4 separate regions of the Mus musculus genome follow, and all the other regions are linked to region 2. A link is a contact called in public promoter capture Hi-C data. All regions are on one chromosome and are shown on one strand. Each heading gives the region's core, a stretch centred on a gene start, on an enhancer-like site or on the middle of the called end of the contact. The rest is flanking DNA. Distances are from core to core; before and after follow the strand shown.

What was found. Promoter capture Hi-C pulls out the DNA fragments that hold promoters and counts their contacts. Capture Hi-C pulls out chosen DNA fragments and counts their contacts.
Region 1: a contact with region 2 is called in a promoter capture Hi-C map of embryonic stem cells, with 2.4 times the contacts expected there. The contact joins the promoter of Mical1 here to the promoter of Ostm1 in region 2. A contact is called at or near these places in 2 of 39 promoter capture datasets (embryonic stem cells and liver) and 2 of 9 other capture datasets (adipose tissue and liver).
Region 3: a contact with region 2 is called in a promoter capture Hi-C map of liver, with 3 times the contacts expected there. The contact joins the promoter of Cdc40 here to the promoter of Ostm1 in region 2. A contact is called at or near these places in 3 of 39 promoter capture datasets (liver and pre-B cells), 1 of 115 datasets of contacts at active chromatin or transcription factors (astrocytes) and 1 of 9 other capture datasets (liver).
Region 4: a contact with region 2 is called in a promoter capture Hi-C map of adipose tissue, with 4 times the contacts expected there. The contact joins the promoter of Ak9 here to the promoter of Ostm1 in region 2. A contact is called at or near these places in 1 of 39 promoter capture datasets (liver) and 1 of 9 other capture datasets (adipose tissue).

Annotation. Positions count from the first base shown.
Region 1 is chr10:41,474,516-41,477,789 of GRCm38.p6, forward strand. It overlaps Mical1 (microtubule associated monooxygenase, calponin and LIM domain containing 1), which reads left to right and starts at 1,799. Exons shown (of 24, transcript NM_138315.2): 1 at 1,799-2,025. It overlaps Gm51797 (a long non-coding RNA gene), which reads right to left. Exons shown (of 2, transcript XR_003948996.1): 1 at 3,159-3,274.
Region 2 is chr10:42,677,335-42,680,314 of GRCm38.p6, forward strand. It overlaps Ostm1 (osteopetrosis associated transmembrane protein 1), which reads left to right and starts at 1,582. Exons shown (of 6, transcript NM_172416.3): 1 at 1,582-2,063. The coding sequence starts at 1,650.
Region 3 is chr10:40,881,597-40,884,874 of GRCm38.p6, forward strand. Cdc40 (cell division cycle 40) reads right to left here and starts at 1,547. Exons shown (of 15, transcript NM_027879.2): 1 at 1,291-1,547. The coding sequence starts at 1,479. Wasf1 (WAS protein family, member 1) reads left to right here and starts at 2,231. Exons shown (of 9, transcript NM_001379453.1): 1 at 2,231-2,474.
Region 4 is chr10:41,302,633-41,305,496 of GRCm38.p6, forward strand. Ak9 (adenylate kinase 9) reads left to right here and starts at 1,302. Exons shown (of 40, transcript NM_001370813.1): 1 at 1,302-1,373. It overlaps Fig4 (FIG4 phosphoinositide 5-phosphatase), which reads right to left and starts at 609. Exons shown (of 23, transcript NM_133999.1): 1 at 355-609. The coding sequence starts at 420.

The DNA.
Region 1 (3,274 bases), core at 549-3,048, 1.2 Mb before region 2:
TCCAACATGAACTATAGTCAGTATGACTAGGCCAACTACTTTTAGCTCACATAAATACACAACTTCGGGTCATAACTCAAGATCCTAATAAGGGAAAAAATGCTTGTTTTACTCTGTACATTTCTGAGAATCGGCAACACGGAATAAAAAGGCCCCAGACCTGAAACTAGCTAAGGAAGTTGGGTCATTCAAAATGCTTCCATTTAGAGACCAGGAGACTGAGGTGTGTGTGCTGGTGGTGACTTTGAGACACAGTAGGCCTGGTACAGAAATCTGACAGAGAGACAGACAGACAGACAGACAGACCTTCTGGAGTCCTGAAGCTCTGTGGCTCTAAGGTGGGTCTTTAACTAGCAGCAAGGAAAGCTGGAAATCAGCAGGTTTTTAAGAGCTGAGGAACTCGTTCTGTGATCCTTTTAAAAGGCAGCCTTCACAGCCTTTAAATTTGTTGCTCATAGAGCCACACAACCCTGTTTGGCTACAACTGAAAGTCTCTGGGGGAACCTGGGTCTTTGTAAACAAGACACAGTAAGTTGCTGTAGTCCATCTGCTAATAAAAGGGAGAGGCATGATCCTGAAAGCCGGAAGCCCATCTCTACTGGGCTTTTTAGAACATTTTTTACACTGTGTGTTTAAGTATGGGTGTGTATGACATTCTGCAAATTTGTTCCAAGCAAAATGATGTCACTCTCAGGAACACAAGTGGGCCCAGCTCAAAGGCTTCCTGGCTTCCAAAGTGTGTGGCCTGGCTGGATTGTTGGCCTCTCCTGGCAGAGGGCTGGCATTTCCTCTTGCTTCTCTCTCTGCCTTCTTATCAGCTGCAGCTGTGTGTGTTTAGAGCTCAGGACTTACTGGGTACCCCAGTATATCTGGACAAAATGCAAAATGATTTATTCAAACACAAACCCAAAAAGATAGCCACTGGACCTTGGCTTTTGTTGGTCCCTGGACCTCAAGAAGAGAGATGTAGCCATTTTTTCCTAGGTTAAGCACTTCTGGGGTAGCGATTTTACTTCCTCATGATGTCAAACCTTATTTCAGTCCCGTGGTTTAACAGTGGTAGGTTGGGATCCAGAAAGGCCTGGGGCTGATAGCATCCATGCCACTGGCTGGTGAACATGTGCAGTCATGAAGCCTCATTGACATTTCAGTAAAATAGGTTTTGTTAATGCTCATGCAATAAATGAGAACTGCTGTTTTATTAACTTTAAAGCTGCTTGATTTTGAACAATTCCTTTCATGCTACAATTTCTTAACAGGAAATACTAAGAATTTGATTCCAAAGTTCCCTAGCATTGTCTGAGTCTTGACTTTAGTTCTGCACATTGAAGTTTTATCCTCTCCCACATACCCTTACCATCCTGTTTTTCTTAGTTGAAAACACACACACACACACACACCTGGTTGTGTGTGTACCTGGTTGAAAGATGTGGACCAGGACTTTAAGCTTTGTCTTTAGCCTGAGCCTGGGAGCCAGCCGACCTGTCCCAGGAGAGATGGACCCCCGCAACTGGATCGCCTGTGGCGCCAGGGGTGTGAATTTATCGGTGGGAGAGGTGAAGAGAGCTCAGACATCTGGCGCCACTCTCGGTTCTTGCAGCTTCAATAAACTTCTTGCCGGAGGCCTGCGCCCGCTCGGCCAGCTCTTGGAAGTGGCCTACAGCGTGGGTACCACCGGGGCGGACTCAGGCACGGTCACTCAAGTCTCTGCTCTCCCTGTCCCTGCCTGGCCAGACCGTTTGGAGGCCCCCAGCAGCCCCTGGTGTAGGCAGAACCACGCCCTACAGCACCACCCGGCAGGCGTGGGCGGGACCCAGGCTGTCCCCAGAGGAGGACTGCGGAGTACGGAGGTTCGGAGTAAGTCTTCCTCTGTGCTCTGCGCTGGCGCTGCGGTCCAAACTCTTTGGAACTCCCCGGTTTCTGCCACCAGGCATCTCTTGCTTTCCCTGCGCCACCCCTTCCTCTGCCCCTAGGCCTGGGACACCCTTCCGACAGGAAGCGGCTCTTCCAGCCCCAGAAACGCTGGTAAGTAATCCAGCGATGCCTGCTGTGCGTCCTCCTGCTCGCTGGGCTGGGGGTGAGGATAAGGAAGGGGGTGGGGAGCGCTTCCGGGGAAATGGGGTAGGGAGCCACGCCTGGCTGGTTTGGCGGGTCCTCTTGCCGGCCCTACCCAGATGAGCGCCTTTGTGCAGATTTTGCTGTCTAGAGTATTGGGAGCTCTCACCCCCGCTGCTCAAGGTCCAGCTCTCCATCCCTTTAGACGCTCCACCAATGGCACATCCTTTGTGCTTGTTTCCAGTCTGGGTACCTCTTTTATTTCCTTTAGCAGAGGTCGCTCCAACCCCCAGTCTCCCACTTCCAAGAGGGACTCCTGTCCTTTCTGAAGATCTATCCACTCTTGTCCTAGTGACCCCCTAGGGCAACCTTTGCCTCCTCCTACTACGCGGGCAATGAAGGGGCTGCTGGGGGATGATAGATCGGCCCACAACCCCCCCACCCCACCACCTAGTTGCCTCTCCCACCGAGAGCAACCCATCCCCCCATACTCTTCATCTCTTCCGGTGGCAGCGTGAGAAAGCCCTCCAAGAGCCCTTAAGCTGCGTGTGGGCTGGAGGGAAGGAAAGGGGTACAAAGAGAGGCCTTGTCTCCAGAGATTCCTGGGAGAGCACAGAGGAACGCCGTGGGAGTGAGGCTAGGGGTCGATTAGATGTGAGGGTCTGCGGAAGGGGTTGCTAACCCCACTCCTTCCCACAGCCCGTTGGAGCAGCGACGCAATCTCTTCTCAGGGGAAGTGTTTTGACCACAGTGAGTCAGAAGGTCTGTCATGCAGACAACAGTCACAACATTCTCAGGCTATTTGTGAGGGTAGTTTGGGTGGCTGAGAAGTGGAATCTACACAGGCAGTGTTGCCCCTTGTCAGGAGGCAAGCACGTGGAAAAGAACTTTGCCTTTGGGGAGAGGCACATCCTACAACCAGCGTGGCACTAAGTTCGCCAAAGGGCGCTGGCGAACAGAGACTTAGGAAGAAATGGGTGTGTGTCTGTGAGGCAGCCGCAGTTGAACTGGGGTGTTAGTTCCTGCTGTCTACAAGAAGGGAAACCTCCGCCCCCACCCCACCCCTGGCAGCCCGCTGAGAAACTCCCCCGTGTCCTACTTACAGGTCCTAGGGAACGCCCACTACAATTTCTTGTCCCCTGGGCCTCGGAGATCGCATATGAAAGCTGCCATGACACTGGTCGACAGGAGGCTCCCTTAGCATCCTTGTGCCCAGGAC
Region 2 (2,980 bases), core at 332-2,831:
GGGCTCTGAGAATGTAAAGACTCCCACAATTCCCATTCATTCTCAGCTTGTGCTCAGTGTTTAAGATGTGAGTTCTCAGTATCCTGCTCCAGCCTGTTGCTGCCTCCCCTGCCGCTGTGGATGCTAGCCCCCTGGAACCATGAACACAACACCTGCTGAACCATCTTGCTGGATGGCCCTACAATGGTTTTTTTCCTATCCTATTCTTTTTTTTCTTTCTTTCTCTTTTTAATTAATTAATTAATTATTTTACACTCCATATTTTATTACCCCCCCCAACTCTCCGACTGATCCACATCCCGTACCTCCTCCCCATACCTCTGTCTCTACATGGATGTCCCCACCCCTCACATCCTACTCTTGAGCACATTATATCCTGGCCTCTTGCTTTATTCCAGTGTCTACTGCAATGACTTATTAATAGGCTTTCTTTTGATTTGTTATTATGGTTCTCTCTCTCTCTCTCTCTCTCTCTCTCTCTCTCTCATGTCTCTGGGTTGACAGAATGCTTGCTTGCTTAGCACACACCAGGCCCTGGGTTTGGTCTCCAGCACCACAAACACCTGGCAATGGGGGTACATGGTGGCACTTTCAGCAGGGAGGCAGGAAGATCAGAATTTCAAGGCCATTCTCTGGTATAGCGCAAACATGTTTCTTAGTGTGTTAGAGAACTAGCCTGAGTTACATGAGGCTTGTCTCCAAGAAGAAAAATACCTATATGTATTAATATTATATAATGTATACATATTTATTATCATAACATATATTATACATTACATAATATACAATATAACATATTACAACATATCATAAAATGCTACGTGTCACATATTACATGTTATATATTAATATTACATATTATGTTACAATATGTTATGTAATATATGGTATAATAATCGTATAATATAGAATATATAATAATAACATAGTGGGGTATGCTCAAGTGTATGTATTAGGTAGGATTTCTATTGCGCTAAAACACTACACCCAGATCCGAGCCGTACACAGGTGTCACTAGTCAGATAGTTATATTTAAATTAAGTGACATTGGACAATTAGTTCTATCATCGTAGTAGCTACAATTCAAGGGTTCAGCTGCTACATGTGGGTAGTGGCTTCCCTATTAACTAAGACGTGGACTATATTCATCACCCCAGGAAGTTCTGTTCGGGGTAGATAGTTGAGAATTAAAATCAATCAATCAAGCCTTTTGAAGCCACAAGTTCCAAAACCAGAACTGCCAACGGATGTTATCCACTCTCCAGAGGAGATGAAGAAATTTTACTAATCCAGAGCCAATGAAAATGAACACCTGCCCAAACCATCAGTCTACTGGGTTTTTCTGGGAGCTCACTCGGCAGTCATCTCCCTGGAGTTCCAGCAACCAGAACAAACTCCACAGGCTCATGGAAGGCGGGGAACTGCAGGGTGCAGAGCGTGCAAGACGGAGGCCTGGGATGCACTGGGGTTGCAGCAGCTCTACAGACCTCCAAGCGGGGCGCGCTCACACCCGCGCGCCTCCGGAGGCAGGTGGGCGGGGCCGTGACGCACTCACCTCGTGACTCCACTCAGGGCCTGCGCCGGCCGAAGCCGGAAGCGGCTGCTGTCGGAAGCACCGGGCGAGCTATCTGTTACAGTCCGGCCCGGGGATGGCTCGGGACGCGGAGCTGGCGCGCAGTAGCGGGTGGCCGTGGCGGTGGCTGCCGGCGCTGCTGCTGCTGCAGCTGCTGCGGTGGAGGTGCGCCCTGTGCGCGCTCCCCTTCACCAGCAGTCGGCACCCAGGCTTTGCGGACCTGCTGTCGGAGCAGCAGCTGTTGGAGGTGCAGGACTTGACCCTGTCTTTGCTGCAGGGCGGAGGTCTAGGGCCGCTGTCACTGCTACCTCCGGACCTGCCGGATCTGGAGCCTGAGTGCCGGGAGCTGCTGATGGACTTCGCCAATAGCAGCGCCGAGCTGACCGCCTGTATGGTGCGCAGCGCTCGGCCCGTGCGCCTCTGCCAGACCTGCTACCCGCTCTTCCAACAGGTCGCAATCAAGATGGACAACATCAGCCGAAACATCGGGGTGGGTAGAGGAGCAGCCTCGGCACCTGGGGGGGGGGGGGGTTGGGAAAGTAAGGAAACGGCATTGGACGGTCTGTGGAGTTAGGGTATCAGAAACAAGCGGGTGACTTTAGGGGCTTATGGCTTGGAATGCTGTCCCCCTGGATGCTGTAAGCCGGCATCTTCTTGGGACAGGTTTGCTGGAACATTGCAGCGAACATACCCAGAGCCACCAGTTTCTATCAGTGTGACCTTTATTATTTTTCAAAGTATTGAGTTCGGTTCCATCCTGTTTATCAGCTTGTTCTCTGGCAAGTTAGTGACATTCTCTGCTTGTTTTCTCATCCGGAAAGTGGGGACAAAGAGAGGCCACACAAAGCGACATACAGTAATAGTTCGTGGTCGGTGAGTTGCCATTTTAGGATAGTCTGCCTTCTCTGTAACTCGAGAGCTTTCCTGGTCACTTGGAAGGTAATGTGAAGGACTTAATGAAGGCAAACCAAAAGAGGAAGACACAGTCTTTGCCTCTAAGAACTGTATAAATTAGGAAAGGATTACGGTGTCGGCCACCGTGAGAGTCACAGGGTTGCCTGGTAAAGGAAAAATAAGGAGGACACAGGGATTGGGGGTGGAAATGGTTCTTGCGTCCTGAGGGGCCAAGTAGTCTCATGAAAAATGTGGCTTCAGTTGCTTTAGAGGTCGTAATTGACTAAACTAAATAGAAATGTCAATAGGTGTATCTTGTTTTTAATCTAGCCTAATGTTACTAAGCAGATTTTTTTTTTTTTTGTAAATGGGGACATTCATTTGCATTAAGTAAAGTCCAGAGTCACTCTTTGTGGAAAGATTTGGCTTTCAAGGCAGTTTAAATAGGAGTGCATGCAGTATTTTTCAGATTCGCTCCTTTCTCTATGACTTTAATATGCAGCGTTGTATTTG
Region 3 (3,278 bases), core at 297-2,796, 1.8 Mb before region 2:
ATTCACTCACACAGGGCTTACTACAGACTGATGCTCTCAAAGGGCTCAAGACACACTAAGTCTTCTCCTAAGTTTGGAAACTCTTGCTTTAGCTAACGTGGTCTCTCTCTCTTCGAATTGACATTTCATTTATTTATTTATTTATTTATTTATTTTATTTATTTATTTTGGTTTTTTGAGACAAGGTTTCCCCGTGTAGTCCTGGCTGTCCTGGAACTCACTCTGTACCAGGCTGGCCTCGAACTCAGAAATCTGCCTGCCTCTGCCTCCCAAGTGCTGGGATTAAGGCATGTGCCACCACTGCCTGGCAACTTTTTATTTTTTTATTTTTATTTTTTTAAGAAAGGATTTGTCTGAGCAATCTACACACACAAAAAAAAAATCACACTTCTACCTTATTCTTTGTTGTGGTTATTACCCCATCCCATCCCCACCCCACCCCCCACCCCCGGACACCCAGTGTTCAATTCAATCTGTAACTACTTTATTTGTCCACATTTAATTGGTTGTTTCACCCACGAGAATGATTCCAGTATGAACTATGATAGCAAAGATGTTCTGGTTGGTTGACCCTTGTGGCTTTAATCCTGTTGTTACTGGGAAACAATACATGCTCCATAGAGAACTATATTATAGAACTATAGAACTGGGTTTCCCCCTTTATCAACTTCCTCGGTTGGGTTCGTGCATGCTACTTCCTAAACTTTATGTCCTTTTCCCATTCATTGTATTAACACAAAGAATCACAATAGCTAACATGTATCGCTTTCCACTAGATAGATATTCGGCTCTGTGCTATAATCTTTACCATATAATTTCACTCAATCTTTACAATAACCCCCCGATAAATATGTTTTTATACAGCTATCTTCATTGCACAACTGTACAAAAGAACGTTGTGTAATTTGAAAGTAGTGAAGCCAGGATTCGTGCCGAGTTCCTCAAAAACAAAACAGTGCCTGGCCGTGGCTCACTTCTAGTGAGGGTACAAATTCTAGTTTGAAAGTCTTGATCCAATATTATCTATGCTCTGAACTTATAACTGATCTAATAAGGCTACATCTTAGTCTACAAATTCAAACTTTCCTCCTCTCCTGAACTAATTTTATCCGACGGAGATAGGAAGGACAGGGGTTAGTGGAGAGCTGCTCCGTACTTCTAATCGTCAAGGAGGATGTGGGAAGAGATGTAAACGCTAGTTACATACTTCTCAGCGCCAAGGTAGACCAGCCTCTAACCCGAGACGAGCTGAAAGCAGTTCCTGAGCTTATTAGTGTCCAAAACACTTACCTTAACTGCCACCTCCGGAGCCGAGTCCACCGCCACGGTCAGAGAGAGCTTGGCTGAAGGCGATTTGGTCAAGTGCATGAGAGAGTCCGCGGCTGGCAGCGGACACCGACTGCCCTCACTGTCCGAATCCGATTCGGACCCCGAGCCCGAGCCATACGAAGCAGCTAGAGCTGCAATCGCAGCCGACATGACTGCAACAGATACTCTCTGCTAAGGCCAGGCCAAGGCGGAAGAAGCAGCGTCTCCCAGGTCCTGTCAGATTGTCATGGAACTCGATATTTACCTCCTTTAAAAAAAATCATTTATAACTTCTCGAAAAAAACTTTATTATTGAGATAACTGTATCAAAACTTGAGATTCACAAACATTTATCTAAAGAAGCACAAGGGATTACAACTATTTGTAACTTTCAGGACCTCGTTGATTAAAGACCCAGTCCTGAGATGTGTTTGAAGCCTCGAGGACCTTCACTCCCGGCGTACAGTGCGGCGAGGAGCTCGCGGCACCATGGGAAATGTAGTTTGGAGCGAGGAGGTGGAGCCCGGCAGAGGGGGCCTGCCTTCGACCCCGCCCCCAAGAGGATGCTTCATTCAATTGGATGTCATCTTCCCTCATTCCCGAGCCCAGCACCGTTCTCTCCGGCCCCCTCCCCCAAAGTGCGGATCGGGCAATACCACAGAGCCTCAGGACAGGGGGAAGCGCCGTCCTCTTGCCCACGGACGGGTAAGTGGGTGGATGCTCATTCTCCCACCATGCCGCCGTACGCCCTGCAGGGTTCGAGGGGAGAGTGCGAATCCTAAGTTCAGAGACCTGGGACCCGTCCGGTGCAGCTCCGGGGAAAGGTCGTGAGGCCAGGCGGAGAGCGCCCCGCGGCTCCCCCTGCTGCAGGCGCGGGTCCCCGCGCCCGGTTGTGGAGCGTCGCGCGGGGAGGGGGCGGCGCAGGGCAGCGGCTGCTCGCGGTGTTGTTCGCTCGCGCGTCGAGCGCACCGCGGCTCGGGCGAGCAGTGGGCGCCCCCGGCGGCATTCCCGGCGGCCCGGCGCCTCAGCCAGTGCCCGGCGCGGCTTCCATCCCGCAGCCCGACGCTCCCGAGGGGCTCCTGGTGGCGCCCCAGTGCGGAGCCGGACCGGCGGCAGCCGCCGAAGCATGTAGAAGGGGTACGGCGCGAGCCCCCCACGGTTTCGCGGTGAGCACGAGTCTCTCAGGATTTTGTCCCTTTTTTTTCTTCCCGGGGTCCTGACGAGGGAACTGTTCTCCACCGACCCGAGCCGAGAGGGGCGTGTGGATGAGCCGGGGTCTGCAGCGGCGGCGATGGATGGGCGCGCCGCCCCCGCCCCCATCCCGGGCTCCCCCGCGCCCGCCGCCCAGCAGCCCGGGCTGCGCGTGGAGGACGAGGCGTGGGATCTCGGGCGCGGGGACTGGCCCGAGGCTGCTCTGGGTGCAGCATCTGCGGCTCTCACCTGCGGCGCGGGGTTCGGGGCTCCGATCCCGCCGCTCCGCCCTTGTGCATCGGCGCCGGCGAAGGCTGCAGCCAGTCGCGGAGCCCTCGGCTCGCCCGGCGTGCCAGCGGTTCTGAAAAGCGAGCCCTGGCCGCGGGTCTTTGCGCCGCGGCTCTCTGCACGACCATGGTAAAGCGAGTGCGGGCATCCCTTTATATTCCAGTTTGGAAGAGAAGGCAGAGAGGGTGCTGGCTCTTTTGATGCCTGGAAATGGGGAGGTTCCTCGGGCAGAGTTAGGGAGACGCTTGCTGGGCTCTGATGTCGGCAGGACTCGCCCATTGTGCCACCCAGATAATTATTCAACTATGCAGCATCCATTGCACCTTTCCCATTTTTCTTTTCCCCTAGCTACAGCATGCCCCCTAGCTTCCGTAGACACCTTCTCTAGCACTTGCGGATGATGAACTAGAATAATGGTGAAAAGAAAGCTCATCGGATCCCAACATTCACGACCTGCCCTGTGACTGACTAATTAATACCTAGCTAGAATA
Region 4 (2,864 bases), core at 52-2,551, 1.4 Mb before region 2:
GGGCCAAGTTCACATTTTTTTTCATACCCCCTGACTTTACTGTAAGGAGTGGACTCAAGAACTTCAAGATTATGGGAAAGCAGAAAAGAGGAACTCTTTCAGAAGCTGTGTGCAGTTCCTGTGTGCCACAGCACCTGTCTGCACGCACTTCTTCCAGCCAGCCACATGTTCCTAAGCAAGACAGACCTGCAAACCATCCAGTGCTTGACTGCATGGCCCTGGCGGCCGAGCCTGCAGCGGCGCTGGGAGGAGAGGAGGGAGTACGGGGTGCTGCCTCTTCCCGACGACCCCACAGGGTGCCCCGATCCCCGCAGCGCAGTCCTCCCGCCCCGTCCCGTCGTTGTGGGTACTCACAGCTCTGGTCTCATACAGCACCAGCTTCTGGACCGAGCTGATGATGGGGGCAGCGGCCGTGGGCATGGCTCCAGCCAATGGCGGCCCCGCCACAGGGCACCAGGCCGCGGCCCAGGTCGTGACAGCGGCGGGGTTCCCCCTGGAGACAGAGCGAGGAGACCCCGCAGACCTCCAGCACACCAGACACAGCTGACAAAAACAGTGTCAGAACACCAAACGTTCAGCAGCGGGCTCGCCGGCTGCTTCCGGATTCCCTCAGCCCCGCCTCCCAACCAGCCCAGCCCAAACCGGAGGGGCGGGGCTACAGGATCACGGGGTTGCTGAGGGCGGACGCTAAGGGTGCCATCTTTCTTAAGGGCAGGCAAAAAAAAAAAAAAGAAAGAAAGAAAAAGAACCTGACTTATGTTGACCTTTAAAGAAAAGAAATCAGATGATTGGGTTCTCCTTTTGGAGCGGTTTCTCCGTGTTGTAATTGGTCTGTTTCTTCCTATATACTCTTTATTTTCCCGAAACCTGTCTCCTGGATGCCTGTGATTTTCCCCTGTTTTGTCGCCTATTTTATCTCCACGAAAGTCAATAAAGTTAATATTGTGGCTGTATGGCCCACAAATCTTTCTTAATTACATAAATGTGGCGCCTTTGGTATTTGCACATTTTATGTGTGAGGCTAACGGTCTGAATTCTAAAAGGGACCGTGCTGTGTAGGGCGAGCGCGCTGCTGTTAAGAGTCAGTTCTAGTTAAGATAAGGTTTTCGCGTTTGCTGTCTGGGCATAAGTAGGTAATATATGCACTCGCTCTGTTGGTCACCTCTACACTTTGGGAAAGGTGTTTTATAATTATGACTACATTTAAACACAGGCTTAAGAATTCACTTTGAATTACAGCTCCACCTCCCGAGGCCCCGCCCTCCAAGAGGCTCTGCACGCCGCCCACAGGTTTCCAAGGCAACCGCCTAACAGCTACCTAGAGCCTCAGTAGAGCCTCAGAAGATAGCTGCTGTCGCGTCCCCGGTCCACAGGTAAGCAGAGGCAGGGAATTGTCCACATTCTGGGTGCATTTTGCCATCAGTTGCAGGAAAGTACACTTCCGGCGGGGACCCCACACCAGTTGCTTTTCTTGCAAAGTTAAACCACGATCTCTTCATAAATCGACTTTTCAAAACCAGTTCTCCTTTTAGCTAAGGTATTTATCTCACAAATGCGGACTAAAGACTTGCCTGCCCCAAAGGGTAACAGTGGCCGCTAAAGTAGCACAGGCAGGAAGTGCTAGGTTTCACAGGGACCCCTCGCTATATTCCAGAATTCACCGCTAGAGGGCTCTCATACTGAAAAGAAAAAGGTAATTATTAAAATACAAACAAATAGCTGAAGAGGATATTAAAGTTTGCTGTAGATTCAAGGCAGGACGTTACAAGGTTTTTAGAGTATGATTATCTATTATCTATTATTGGTTTTGTTTCAGTTTGATATATCTTTTTTATTGAGAAACTAGAAAGAAAGAGGGCAGGAGTCTCAGTTATGGCATTTTATGCTGGTGGGGGGGTGGGGGGGTACGTGCGTGTGCGTGTAAGCCAGAGGCTAAGCCAGCAAGCCCCAGAGATCCACTTATCTCCATCTTGAACTGCATCTTTTAACTTTTCCATTTCACAATGGAAACCAGCTCTTCCCAATGCAAGCTAAACATCTGCAGAGCATTTTGGTTTAGGAAAGTCACTTTTTAAAAATAAATAGTTCTGATTTTCAAATATTGTTTTCCATTATTATTTTATACTACAATGGAGCACTTCCCTTTGAGAATTTTCTTAGTTTACATCACCCAGGAGCCAAACTGATAACAAACAAATGTGCCAAGTTGTTTCTATAAGGGTGATCCCAGGAACAGAAGCTGGGCAGGGAGGGGCTCTTGGAAAAGGGGGTATTGTCACACAAGCTTCTCTGTCAGCTAAACTCACTGGGAAATGGGGAGTACATACCTTGGAACCATTCCCTTTCGGGGGAGCAGGCGGGGAGGGACGTTGTGTTTACTCGCCAACTCCCGTGTATTACTGGTTGAAGCCTGCTAGGCAGAGCTCGGTGTCTTGGAACTTCCAATTTGCCTGAGCTCAAACAGAGGGGACGTGGCAGCTGGAGGAAGTTCATGGACAGAGCCCACATGCTGGTATCCAAAAGTCCAGCAGTGACCTAGAAAAGTTGCCTGACATGCATGAGGAGAGATCTGCTGTACTCCACCCTGTAACCACTCACACCCACTGTCCCCACACCAAGGTCACACCAGCCCAGCCCATCACCAGTCCCTGAAGACAGTAACTCGAGAAGTTAATGAGGTCAGCTGCAAAACCCCAGGTCTCTAACCGCTCACTCATCTCCATCTCTAACATTTCTAGGTCTTCCTTACTCTTGGTCAAAACTAATGTGAGTCTAAGCTGCTTGCCCTGCTTCCATCCCTGTGTCATGGCATGAATATACATCCCAGAGAATCCTGAGTTTAAGATTACCTTTGCAATCCCAAC